Regions from separate parts of the Hordeum vulgare genome. Here region 2 is linked to region 1. The links are chromatin contacts, called in public Hi-C maps. All regions are on one chromosome and are shown on one strand. Each heading gives the region's core, a stretch centred on a gene start, on an enhancer-like site or on the middle of the called end of the contact. The rest is flanking DNA. Distances are from core to core; before and after follow the strand shown. Region 1 holds the start of LOC123425058 (probable mediator of RNA polymerase II transcription subunit 26b). Region 2 holds the start of LOC123425063.

The links. A called contact is a pair of places that touch in the nucleus more often than the background predicts.
Region 2: a Hi-C map of leaf shows a contact between it and region 1, with 5 times the contacts expected there. The contact joins the promoter of LOC123425063 here to the promoter of LOC123425058 in region 1. A contact is called at or near these places in 2 of 6 Hi-C or Micro-C datasets (leaf and seedling).

Annotation. Positions count from the first base shown.
Region 1 is chr2H:67,871,335-67,878,081 of MorexV3_pseudomolecules_assembly, forward strand. It overlaps LOC123425058 (probable mediator of RNA polymerase II transcription subunit 26b), which reads left to right and starts at 1,895. Exons shown (of 9, transcript XM_045108722.1): 1 at 1,895-2,341; 2 at 2,446-2,514; 3 at 2,614-2,696; 4 at 2,817-2,878; 5 at 3,011-3,132; 6 at 3,221-3,266; 7 at 3,363-3,655; 8 at 3,735-3,876; 9 at 4,114-4,569. The coding sequence starts at 1,910. The coding sequence ends at 4,253.
Region 2 is chr2H:68,845,578-68,852,397 of MorexV3_pseudomolecules_assembly, forward strand. It overlaps LOC123425063, which reads left to right and starts at 3,790. Exons shown (of 6, transcript XM_045108731.1): 1 at 3,790-3,973; 2 at 5,009-5,062; 3 at 5,137-5,170; 4 at 6,802-6,820. The coding sequence starts at 3,908.

The sequences.
Region 1 (6,747 bases), core at 645-3,144:
GCAAGATTCGTATTCGAGAATATCTTCTTGTGCATGTTGAGGTGATCCATGTGCATCAACTATCCAAAGATCTTAATGTGCGCTGACACACGTGATGATCATTTGTGTTCAAGCTTGGGGTAATATCAGTTGCGATGACGGTGCCACGTAGGTACCTTCGGTGGTGAAATGTCCCTGACCTATGATTAGTCTGGCATCACCCCCTTCATGAAGACAATCTGCAACAAGAGCACACACAAAGAGTAAATTTTGTTGGCTGCAGCCATGGGCAGGCGGCTACACAAGGATCGATCGGCCACCTCATGGAAAATAGTAGCTACAAAATCATTTTGGTTAAGGCGGTGTGAATAAATGACAGTGAAAGAAGTGGCAAACGACTAGGGCAGAAGCTTATCCGTGTAGCCAAAAGTAAGTTGAGCATCCATCTTTTATCTAGCACTCTGTGATTTTGGTGTGGGTCATGAATGCTTATTTGCATGGATCTAGCTAGGTGGGAGGCATGGTGCCCACAACTAACCTGGTAAAGTGATGATGATGTATCCATTGCTTCGAGGAAGGAATCAGAGAGTGGAGGAATTTGTAGGCATCTTCTAGGGGAAGGCGGAGTTTTTGTGTTGTAAGCCTAGACGTGCAAACTTCATCTCATGCTGCAAGGCGTTTGGCCCGAGAGCAGGTATTGTCAATCGACTAGAAGAAGCAACATTATCTGTTATCAAGTTGTTCTACTATCAATTTTGACACGTTAAAAATACCCACAAAATGAGAAGGAAGGTTGTCGAGTGTGTGAGAGAGCAACATACATCTTTTAAGCAACAAACCAATCATATCCTCTCAACCCAAAAGGCATAGACTTCTCAAATCACGCGAGGGTGACAAGTAGCGAGCTAGCCATTTCATCAACATGAGACCCCAACAAATGGCAGTCCCGTGCATCAAACGATCCAAACACATTTCATTTAAGCAAACACATATATGCTTGAATTACAACATACTAGAAAAATTGGAAATAAATTGAAACGGGATACACAAAGAAAGAGAGAGAAGGGAAGCACAACAAATACTCATACAAGCCACGGTTGAATGCATTTCCCATTTCCACCTGTGTTGCGTGGCCCTAGCTGTTTCGAGAAGCCTGTGGTAGTGCCGCGCCCACCAGCTAGGGCTGAGCCTTGCCGAAACACAACGCTACGCTCACGCACACGGGCCCCCTCTCCCCCCTCCCACCTCGCGGTACGGCCACGCGCCGGGGGGGCGGGACTGGATTGCGGCGCCGCGTTCGCAATCGCATCGCATCCTCCATCCCCTGGACCTGGAGGAAATCGCTGAGCAGCCATCACCACCACAAGCGCCGCGCACTCCCTCCGCCCGCTCCGCCCCCCTCCCTCCTCCCTTTCCCCCTCCCACCCGCGCCGCAGGCCCTCGCTCGTGGGAGCGACGGGGAAGGAATCCGCAGATAGCCACAGGCAGTAGTAGACAGGACAAAGATCGGAAGTAGCCACGCACCGAGGAGGAAGGGAAGGAAAGGAAAGCAAACCCGGGGCAAAAACCATTTTTTTTCCTTCTCTTTCTCCGTCCTCACCGGTCCCGTCCCCGTCCTCGCGTGCGTGCGCCGGCCGTGCGTGAGATTGGTGGATGGTAATGCCAACACCCTGGCGAGTTCTTGCGTCTGGGCGTGGCAATCCGCAGTAGACCCTTTTTTGTTTTTGGTTTTACCTTTTTTGCGTTCGTCTATCCATCCATCCATCCTGCCCTGTAACGGAAGAACTGAATCGGAACTAAAACTTGAATTAACCAATCTCCGTCCGTCCGTCCGTCGCCGCACGGGGAGGGAGGGAGGGAGGGAGGGAAGGAAGGAGTGGGTTTTGATTGGGGGCTGGTGGGTCGGGGCCCGATCGATCGGCGGGCGGCGATGGCGCCGCCGCCCAGGGACCACTGGGTCAGCTTCTTCCAGGGAGCCGGCGAGAACATCTTCGACGCCATCGAGGCGGCCATCGACGTCGCCGCGTCCGACCAGCCCGCTGCCCTCCGCGCCAGGCGCGACGCCATAGCCGAGCGCCTCTACACGGCGCTCCTCCTCGTGACCTCCGGCGCGCCCACCGCGGCGGCGGCCGCGGCGCGTCCCGCGGCGGGGGCGCCCGCCGCCGAGCCGCAGGCGCAGGCGCAGCAGCAGCAGCAGCAGCAGCAGCAGCTCCTCCCCGAGGGCGCCGCCAGCGTCCCCAGCCTCTGCAGCTCCGACCGCGCCGAGGCCATTACCGACGACGGCGCGCCCCGCCACGACGACGACTCCGTCACCGCCGAGGCCGAGAAAATCAAGGCCGTCCTCGTCAACTACCAGGAAAAGGTCACGCTCATCCCCTTGTTCTCCACGCCGCCTGCCGCCGTCCGTGCCGCTGGTTGTTGGCTGGTAACCACCCGTGCTGAATCTGTTCTGCCATGCTGTTTCAGTCGGAGACGGCGTTGCTCGATCTGCTCCGGCGGCTGCAGCAGCTGGAGTTCACGGTGCACACCTTGAAGGTGAGGGAGGCGACATCCACAGGAGCTCCGTTGATCGATTTGCCCATGGTTATTCCTTTCTTTGTATTGGCTGGTGCTCACGCGGATTCGTCCTGATAGGTCACTGCGATTGGAAAGACTGTGACCAGCCTCCGGAAGCACAACTCCAAGCAGATTCGGCACCTTGTCCGGTTGCTCATCGGGTATGTATCTCCATGTTTTTCTTCGTCCAAAACCATTTCCTGCTTCTGTGTTCCTCTTAGCTATTTTTGCCCCATTTTTATTGTAGTAACATTCCTTGGCATGTTTCGTGTGAATCGCAGGGGTTGGAAGAGTATAGTTGACGAGTGGATGAGCAATGGAGGTAGTGGAGACGCCATTGTTGGTAAGTAGCAATCAAAAGAGTTCATCATCATATTTCTAGTTTTTTACTGAAGTAATGCTTGTCTTTTATAAGCTAGTTATGGGCTATACTTCATTGGCTCATTAATTGTTCTCTTCTGTGAACAATTCGCAGATCACACCCCTCAGTCCATGCATCCGTCCAGTCTGGAGCAGGAAGACCGAGGAATGTCATCTCCTTCCGTGGACGAGGGGGCACTCTTCGCCACGCCGAGTACTTCCATCCGGCTCTCAGAGGTAATTCAGTTTGCCTAGAAATTAACCGCTCTGCTCTCTTATGGGGTTTATAGTATGATCTAAAACAATTCCATCTGGAATTTCTCAGGACAACCAAGGCTCTAGGATGTTTGATGGAATGGATGATGCTGGAAGTGAGTGACATCTTAACCCTCTTTGATCGCTTTTGTGTTTGTTCTTTGCCAGGGACTAGTGTTTGACATGTTGATTGTTTTGTGAATTATCTACAGATACAAGGAACAGCGTACAGCGGTATCCGGGGAGCCAAGAACCAATTAGAAGGCCGCCGCAGGCAGTGGCCCAACAGTATGACCCTGACCAGAGCTGGAGGCAAGAACAATCTGCAGCAAGGCAATCACGGCCGCAAGAACTGGCCAATGGGCAAACGAGGGAGCAATTCATTGCAGCCATGCTGGCGAAGCCCTCAAGTGCAGAGTCGGGTCCTGGGAGACCTCAAGTGAGGCCTAAGCAGCAGCAGGGTGCTTCGCCCGCTCAAGGCAGACCGCAACCGGTGCCATCTGATGTGAGCATATTGCACTTTGAACATAATCTTTGTGCTTGTCTCATTTATACTAATCCTAAATTATCCGTCTGCCCTGTAGAAACCTGCAAGCAATCCTGATGCGAACTCGCTTCGAGCCAAGCTAGATCTTGCAAAGAATGCAAAGCTAGAAATGGCAACTAACTCGAAGCTAGAGATGACAAAGCGAAAGCTTCAGGAAGGGTACCAAGAATTCGACAACGGTATGTGTTTGACCATGAAACTTTGGGTTTGTTTGTTATTATTATCCGTGGCTACGTCACATAATTCCTGGCTGTAAATTATGGCTTGAACTGGTCTGATTGCCTCTTAGCTTAGATTGTAACCAAACAGTCAAGTAGGAATACTATTTTTTGCCAAAGAGAACATAACCAGTGAACTTCACTGCTTCAGCTTTATATGTGATTTGAGTAATGATGTCAATTTTACCGTCATTGCAGCAAAGAAGCAGAGGACTGTACAGATGGTGGATCCGCAAGATATACGGAAGCAGGGGAACCGAGGGTGGCAGCCGAGTGCCAAGGCGAGGAACAACAACAACAGCAGCAACACCAACAACAACCGGAATTGGTCGAAATGAGGCGCCGATTCCCTCCATCTACCGTTAGAACATACCTTTGTTTCATTTCCGCCCTTGGTCGGTCGGCGGGCGGCGTAAGAGCCCAGCCCGGTACATAACATCAGCAATAAGGCTTCCTCGTGAAACTGTGTCCCGGAGCCGCGTTGGCGCTCTCCTGTGTTTGACTCTTTTTTTTGTTTTTGCTCTTGATGATGATGATGATGATGATGGCTGGGTCAGCATTATAGTGTCCGTCAAAACCTGTAAAGATGAGACTAGTTTGTGATACTAATCGATGGTGTTTTTTTGCTTCCTCGGATGGAACGCAAACGGTTCACCAGAGTTGCCGGATGGCATGATCGTGTCCTCTGCTTGCCTTGTCGTGGTTGCAGCGGCCCTGCATTGCCTTTCAGCCTGAGACGCCTTTTGGGGGTATGCATGCCTTTTTGATGAAGCCGGAGTATCTTGTCCTCCCCACACTGCAAATACTTGGACTAGAGCTGGCAGCCCTGCAGATTTTCTTTGCTCAAATGTGAAATGTGCATGGCTAGCAGTGGTTTCATCAACTCAAATTTTTTTACTTCCAAAAAGTGCTTCCATTAGGACAGATTCACTCCATTTTTGTTTGTTTGGAATGATCAATAGTTTATTTCAAGGTTTGCCCTCATTTGGTAGGACACCCACCCACCGGCCTTTCTTGACCAGGACAGTGCGTGTCCCTTTTTCAAACGGGCAAAGGGATCATTCCATGCCTGGTCCGAAATGAGATGAGTCACCTGTACAAGTGTTGAATGGAATCGGTCAGTTTTTAATTGGGATGGATGCCCAGGCCAAAGGGGGGCAGGCTAGCTTTGTGTGAACGCCCTAAACCACGGGCGGCCGCTTTGAATTTTACACTTGGTTTCTTCTTCTTCTTCCTCTTTTCTTGAACAAACGGACGGATGATCATTCACTGCCCATGAATGGTTCGTGCACTACTCTGGCCTTGAGCCCGGAGCCCTGGCGCCACCTGCACGGATGAGAATGACACGCGAGCGGCGACGCCGGTGCCGCTGACGCGTGGGTCCTGGTGGATCGGCGGCTGCATGGCCCCTACTTCCCAGCGTGACCGCCACCCGGGCGTCGGGTGCCCCGCCACCCGGCCGTTTAAATATGGAGGGAAAGGAAAGCATTGGCCCCTCCCCAGGCGGGAGTACTAGTACGTAGTACTACGCACTTGCGGCGCGGCTCGCGGGATCCTCTGCGGGACAAGACCCTGTGGCCCCGACTGGCTAACCAACTCATGACCTGAGATTCCTTCTTCTCCTTTTTTTTAATCTATTCAGTTGGTAAAAAGGTGAAACTTTGCAGCCGTCCATGATGTACAAAAACCGCCAGTCAAATCTCCGGTGCGTGACGGCGTTCTGTTCTTGACGGTGGACATGGAGGCGCTTCTGTTCCGTCGCGTACGCCGTGCACTTTCGAAAACGTCTACTGAAGCTACTGGCGGTATTGATATTATTCTAGTTTTGGACTGTCGGGAGGAAAAGTTAATAATCTTATTAAGAAGGCACTTGCGCCGCCTAAAGACGGGTTTCCCTCTTTGAATACTAACACGAACGCTACGCAATCAAAGAAAAGATTTGCGAGTCGCCGAATTTATGTTCCGTGTATTGCAAGTTGGCGAGAAACCCATCGATCAGGTTGTACAATAAAATAGCACCGGTGTTGTCAAGCTTGAAGCAACCTCCACAATTTTCAACATAATCCACAAGTAGAAAGTATATTTTCCTATTAAGCAAGGAGCAAGGTCTATATCGTACAATAGTTCTCGGCAAAACTGCGGTCCATCCGGGAAATGTCTCTATCAATACTGATATGGCGGTAGCATTGTTCTAGCTTTTGGATTCCGGGGAAGGAAAATATAAACATTTCATAGGCTTGAAATTTGACTTTTCATCTTCTAAAGATGGTAATCGGTTTCGAATTGCACGCGGCCTACTCAACCATAATCTTTCTTTTTTGCGGGTGTACTCAATCAATAATTTCAATCATGTGGTCACAGATTGGAACTAACTAAGAAAGTCATATCTCGAACTAAAATTTATGCACGCTCTCTCCGGCCCAGAAAAGAAACCCACCAGTTCAACACTAAAATAGTACTCCTTCCGTTCGAAATTATTTAGCACAAAAATGATAAAAGTAAATGTATATATATAACTAAAATACATCTAGATACATTTATTTTCATGACCACTATTTTCGAAAAGAGCGAGTATTATACTTTACTTTTTTTCATGATAATATGCATGTCATTCATATCATAAAGAACAAAATACAAATCACGTAAACACCGACATGATAAAACTAAAAAGATAGCGAAACATCTCTGAGTTTAACACCAACGCTCGGTACCTGACTCCGCCATCACCGTAACAAACATCGAAGAAAAAAATGACGGATCACCTCCTTACCCGAGCTCGACGAGGTTTCATCGTTGATATGCATCTTTGCGGACGTCCAAGGTGGCTCATAA
Region 2 (6,820 bases), core at 2,540-5,039, 980 kb after region 1:
AATTTAGGCACCACACATCCTATAACTTACATACAACACATTGATAACTTTTTACCCATGGAAAAAACGTTACTGAAACATGCTCCGGTAACTTCTGTATAAATAACATGATCATTTATGCACCGAGGACCTCATAACTTGCGTTCAACCACCATGTTAACTTTGACTTCGAGGAAAAAACATTGAAACATAACTCCTCCAATAACTTTCATGTAAATTTATGACAATTTTATTCGTCACGGACCTAATATCTTATGTTTAAACATCAATGTATCTTTCATCCAAAGGGAAAAAGTTTTTGAAATGTTTCACCTGTAATTTCTGTGTTAAATTACCATATTGCCCCATGCTTTAACCTTCTTGTACTGTAGTTATCAGCCATATCGTGGTATAATTATCATGTTACTCATACTATATTGATCACGTTGATTATGCCAAAGTTATCAAGCCATTTTTTCATTATTTTTCTGATATGACAGATATAAGAAAGGTTCAAATAGCATTGCTTATCTATAATAGACAACAAAAGATGACTTAGTTGGTTATTAGGCTCAATAACTATTGCATAGACCTGGTTCGAATCCTCTTTCAAGCACTTTTATTTTCTTTTCATATTATACAGCAAAAAACCAGAAAAAAGCACTAGCGATTCACTACGGGTTTTTTTAAAAGGAAAAAAAATCAGTACAAAAGAGAATGGGATGATAACGATCACTTAGAAACAAATCGTGTAGATTTGTCACTAACTACGAGTTGACCGGAAATTAGCACTGTCCGTTGTGCAAAAATATAAAGATGGGATAATTTTTAATCTAGGTGTTTTCTATTTATTAGACAACATCAATATTTATCTTTGTTCTGGTTCCTCCTCATTCATGTCCAGCAAGCTAATATTGCATTAGGATGAAAATAGGAAAGTACTTTTTAGCACTCAGTGATAGAATGTACAATTTTTTTGTCGGTTCAAAGATTTGACGAGTTGCACAGGAGTAGGTCACTATCCTTGCAGGCTCTTCGTCCAGAGTTCTAACCAATGGACCTTTAGATTTTTGTTTAATTTTGCACCTAATAAATTTTTGTATTTGCTAATTCTCACCTTGATGAAATTAACAAAGTTTTATCTAAATCCTTTTCTATTTGGTTAACCAAAGAAAAAAATCTCCTCGTAAAATCCAATAGTGTAGGAGTTAATGAGACATAATTATTTCTCCTCAAGATGACATGTGGCCCCACCCATAAAATTTCGAAGACAATTTTTTATACTTTGACACTGCAAACTTTAAATCTACTTTCTTTTAGCTTATTTCTATTCTCTGAAGTTAAAAACAACACAAAACGGCATGATACGCAAAATAAAAATGCTGACAAGTTTCAAATTTGACATCTCTAGGATTTTAAATATAAAACACGACTAAAACACTAAAGAAAAAATGCCATTAAAAATATCATACATGGATTTAAAAAAAGTGCTACATAAATTTGCCATGGTACACTGAAAAATCCCGTGTTCTTTAAAGATAAAAAATGCCATGCTCCTTATGATAAAATGGCACACTCTTTAAAAATAGAAGTGACATGTTCGTTAAACAGAAAATGACATGAAATTCGCAAAATTAAAAGACATGCTTTTTATGATTTGTTTCCTGGGGACGGATGAGCCACCGAAAATAAAGTTTCGCTAGGAGGGTTGTCGCCCCTAGTGAACCCGTCCCCCACCCACCTCCACGAAAGCCTCTTTGGGATAAATAAAAACCTATTTTTTACTTTGGCACTGTTAACTTCAAATCTAACTTTCAACCTTTTTTAAGTTAAAAACAGTACAAAAAATACCATGATATGCAAAATGAAAATGCAGACAAGTTCCAAATTTGGCATCTCTAGAGTTCTAAATGTAACGCACGAGTAAAACACTAAAGAGAAACATGCCAGTAAAAATATCATACATGGCAGATTTAAAAAAAATGGTACATAAATGTGCCATGGTACACTAAATGATCCCATGCTATTCAAAAAACAAAAATGCCATGCTCTTTATGATAAAAATGGCATACTCTTTAAAAATAAAAATGGCATGCTCTTTAAACACAATGACGTACTTTGTATGATAAAAATGTCATGTTGCACCCAAAAAATGGCATACTCTTAACAAATAAAAATGACATAATCTTAACAAATAAAAATTACATGCTATTAAAAACAAAAACAAAATCCATGCACTTAAAAAAATACAAATTTCATGCTATTAAAAATAAAAATGACGTGCTCTTCACCAATGAAAAATGCCACGTCGTACAAAAATAAAAATAAAAATGCTCTTAACAATAAAAATGACATGCTATACAAAATTTATTTTCTTATGTAAATAGTAAAACTACCATGCTCTAATTAATAAAATTTCCTTGCTCTTAGTAAATAAAATGCCATGGTTTAAAAAAAAATCACCATTATTTGCAAAATAATAAAAATTCCATAGATGTGGATACCAAAAATGTAATCCTATCTACTCCCTCTATTTCACGCGCTTGCGCTTTCCGACATATAAGTTTGAACACAAATTTAATCAACGAGACCGATTGCAGTGGAAGCAATAATTATACCACTGAATTCTTATTTTTGATACATTTCAATGATATAATTTTTACTCCCGCCGTAATCGGTCTCGTTGGTTAAATTTATGGTCAAACCTAAATTTAAGGAAGCACAGGCAAACTACATTATGGAATGAATGGAGTACAATAAAACTACCGTTGTCTAATTAATTCAAATAGTAAAAAAATCATCGTCTAAAGAAGTAATATAAATGCCATGCTACCTACACTAAAACTATCAAGACATAAATAATGGTATGAATTGGTATGGAGAGTTATATAACAGTAGTACAATTGTTGAAAATTTTAAGAAGTTCCAGTGAACAAACTTCCTCTACAAAACTGCCATGTGATGGTAACAACCAATTTGTTATCACAAAACTTTCCATACTCTGTAAAAATATTTCCCATGTGAATGTTATAAATCTTATAAATTTGTCATTGTTTTTTTTGACTTGTTTAAATTTCTTACCACATGTGTCACGTGGTAATTTCTCATTACGTTTGAAATAACTTTATCTAACTTTTCCTCCCTAAATTTACCTTGTGGCTACATAAATGGCAGGGAAGATGAACACAAAAATGGCTACACATTCATACCAGTAGATGTGTTCTGCCATGCAACAGATGTATAAAATGCCATGGCAAACACAACTTAAATAAAAAACTGAACATCCTAAGTTTCCATGGCGGTGACATCTTCAATTTATGTGTGTGTGAAAGAAATATCTACTGTTGCCATCGCAACACTTTCATCTTTCCGTAGAGCAGCAAAAAAATGCGCAAGACGAGATACTCACCAACAAAATGCATCTCTTCTCGAGAGTGGTGTTTGGGCTCGCAGGTGCACTTCATGATCATCAATAATTTTGTTTGGGCCCACGGCTTGTCGACGAGGACGTACGCCGCGTCTTCGGAACTGTGGACGCCGCCATCTCACCGGAGAATCACTGCGGCGGCTGTGACTTGTGGCCTCGCACAAGTTGCCATTTCTCTCTTGTACGCTGACACGTTGGCAATTACTAGCACACATTCTCCTTTTTACCTTCTTTTTTCTTTCCTTTTTTTCTCGGTTATCTGCTTTGGGCCGTGATAGGCCCAAATCTGCATAAAGCCCAGTGCGCGGCTGAAAGGCAAAAGCCTAAAATTTATTTGGGCCTTAAATTAAGATCGCAAGCGCCGCGTAGTCGTCTCCTGTGGACTCGCCGTCTTCTCTGACCCCGAGACCAAAACGCACCGGCGTCGGAGCGGCTGCACGAGGGCGGGGCCCAACGCCGGCGAGAGGCGGCGGCAGCGGCAGCGGCAGCGTGCTCGCCACCATGGACGAGCAGGAGTTTCGGCGCATGCTCGATCTCTACCCCGTCGTTCGGTCCCGCGACTACTGCGTAATCCATCTACTCCACCTCCTGCCCTCTCCGAATCCTCTCCTGTTTCCTGAGCAAATTAGTGCGTTTGCGGCGCTGTAGTGGCGGACCTTGCCCTTGCGGGTTGTGAATCGGAGGTTAGAGGAATCGCGGCTTTGCTGGGCTGGGCGATTTGGTGCGGGTGGCTGTTGATTGGGCTAATCTTAGGTTTGTGCGTTTGGAATATGGCTCTGGATTTGGATAATCATAGGGTTTGGTTCTGGCGATCTGTTAGATGACGGGAAACTTTTGGTATCACTGAGCTGATCTTGGAAGTGGTAGTCTTGTAGCAACCCTGGAGCTTATACGATGTAAAATCTTACATCAACAAGGCGAACATCAGATCCACGAGTAATTATCAGACTGATATTTCTGAAATAATAAAGCAAATAAAAGAAGGAAAAATCCATCCATCTCCCGTTAAAGAACTTTAATTATTTTAGAATATCAAGTCCTTGGTAACAATGAGAGCATTTGTGAATGCGATAAAAACGTATATGTATCTGTGTCCTAGCTTAACAAAAATGGCAACTCTTCTCCAGCCTATTTATCTGTACTTCTGATGCTTCTGAATTTCCCAGGTTCGACCAGTTACTCCCAGTTCTAGTCCCTCAAAGCATGTGATACATGTGATCATGTCTCCTGTGTCATTTAAGTAAACATCGTAATATTAGCATCTGGCTAATATTAGTTAAGAATTGCAGTACAGTATTGTCAAAGTGTCGCATCTCATTTTAATAGCATGTTTGCCATGAATATTTGATGTTAGTCGAGTTATAGTGTTGTGGCTAAAAGCCGATTAAATGGGGGTCTGCTCATGTATATAAATAGAAAGCATATACAAATATAGACGTGCCTACATGGTGACAGCAATTGCAGTAGTTTGTAACTTGGCATGTAATCCTAAACATTCATGGTCATTGTAAAAGTAACCATAGGAAACATGGTAAGTACTTGATTTCCTGTTAGAAGACCTTGTGATTGCAAACTGATGCGAATTTTTCTTCCCCAATGTAGAAGGATGAATTGGAATCATCAAGCAAAGGCACCACACAGCAAGAGCAAGCTCAGGTATGTTTGATGTGACCAGCTGTGTGCTGCTCGATTATACTTGAAAACAATTCTGACGGGGCTATTGCTTGCAGGAGATAAAAGGAACCAAAAAGAAGGCTGCAGAAGGTATATGGATCAGCAATTTTATGTTTCTCTGATATTATTTTTACCAGAGTTACATCTCATAACTATTCCGGAACCACATCATCTGCCATTATCATTATAGCAGCCTTGCACTTTGCTCATGTGAATTCCGTGGACAGTTATTCATGACCCCATATCCCTGTCCCTAATTAGCCTTAGATCTCTAGCATGCATCCCCGAACCCTTGGGAAGTTATTCGTGACTACACATCCCTAATCTCTAATTGGTCCTAGGTCTTAAGCCTGCGCCCTGTTGCTGTTGGCTTTTGTCTTTAGTCTCAATTCTTCCTCTCATTAGTCTACCGTGGAATTTTGTTCCTTCTAGGATTAATAACTCTTCATCTATATCAATTTCTCTTATTTTCTTCTATTTTTAAATATTTTAGGACAAAACTTCTCACATGTGGCTGTTTGCAAGTTTTGACAACATTTTCACCCCATATTGCACCTGCCGTTGGGTAGTTTCATGCGGGATTCGAACTGGGTGGGATGACTGCTGCCTGCAGGAACCTCTCAATCCTATCAACTTTTCCACTTAATGGTCAACTCATCTGAGTTGTTAATGAGTTGTGTTCTCGAGTCTGTTTTCGAGTCGCTCGACTAGTCGATGAGTCGCACTTCCAAGGTCGACTCAACCTCTCGACTCAACTCTTCGGATGAGTTGAACGACTCGAGCGACTAGTCACGACTAGTCATGGTTTCTGGGTCGAACGACTCATTTTTTTGAGCCCCACCTGTCATATATTTTTTACTGTATTTCCTTGGCAGCCGCCACCACCCCTGGTTTGCTGCTCGTCCCCTCCTCCCCTGATTGCTGCTGGTGCTGCTCGTCCCCTCCTCCCCTGCTTGGTGCTGGTGCTGCTCGTCCCCTCCTCCCCTGCTTGGTGCTGGTGCTGCTCGTCCCCTCCCCTGGTTGCTGGTGCTGCTCGTCCCCACCTCCCCTGGTTTGCTACTGCTGCTGCTCGTCCCCTCCCCTGGTTGCTGCTGATGCTTGTCCCCTCCTCCCCTGGTTGCTGCTGATGCTGGTCTGCTCCTCTCCTGATTGCTGCTGCTGCTGGTCTGCTCCGAGTCGACCATGAGTCCCCCCCCCCCCCCCCCCCGAGCGACTCGTCGACTCAAAAACCCTTGTTCGCGAGCAATGTAATGTCCATTCAGGTTTTCAAACTTTAAGAATTCAACTTCATTTCCAATAAAATCGAAACTATGTTTAATTACTTCTAAAAAACTATTTTTACTTAAAGCGGCATGCAAAGATCTGTATTTTCCTAAACTACCAGCCAAACTATGTTATGGATACACAGTCCTTTATATACCGTACTAAATTAGTTGATTTTCCCCTAATTTTCAAGCTTATGACACTTCCACACGTGGTCATAGAGGTTAACCGAGATTTAGGGAAGCCAGGGCAAGGATAGCAGAGAGTGTGCTTGACCAAAATTTTGGCTAGCCAGGGTAATGTTTGGTGAGGCAACCCTGGGCTCAAACCAAACAACGAATAACAGAGGGTGTGCTTGCCAACTAACAAGAAATGGCAGAAAATAGACTCAACTATCTCTGCTAACATGACGTAACACACCAGTATATTAATTATGAATTCTGTGGCATGTTCGACAGATCTATTCCTGCGGAAATT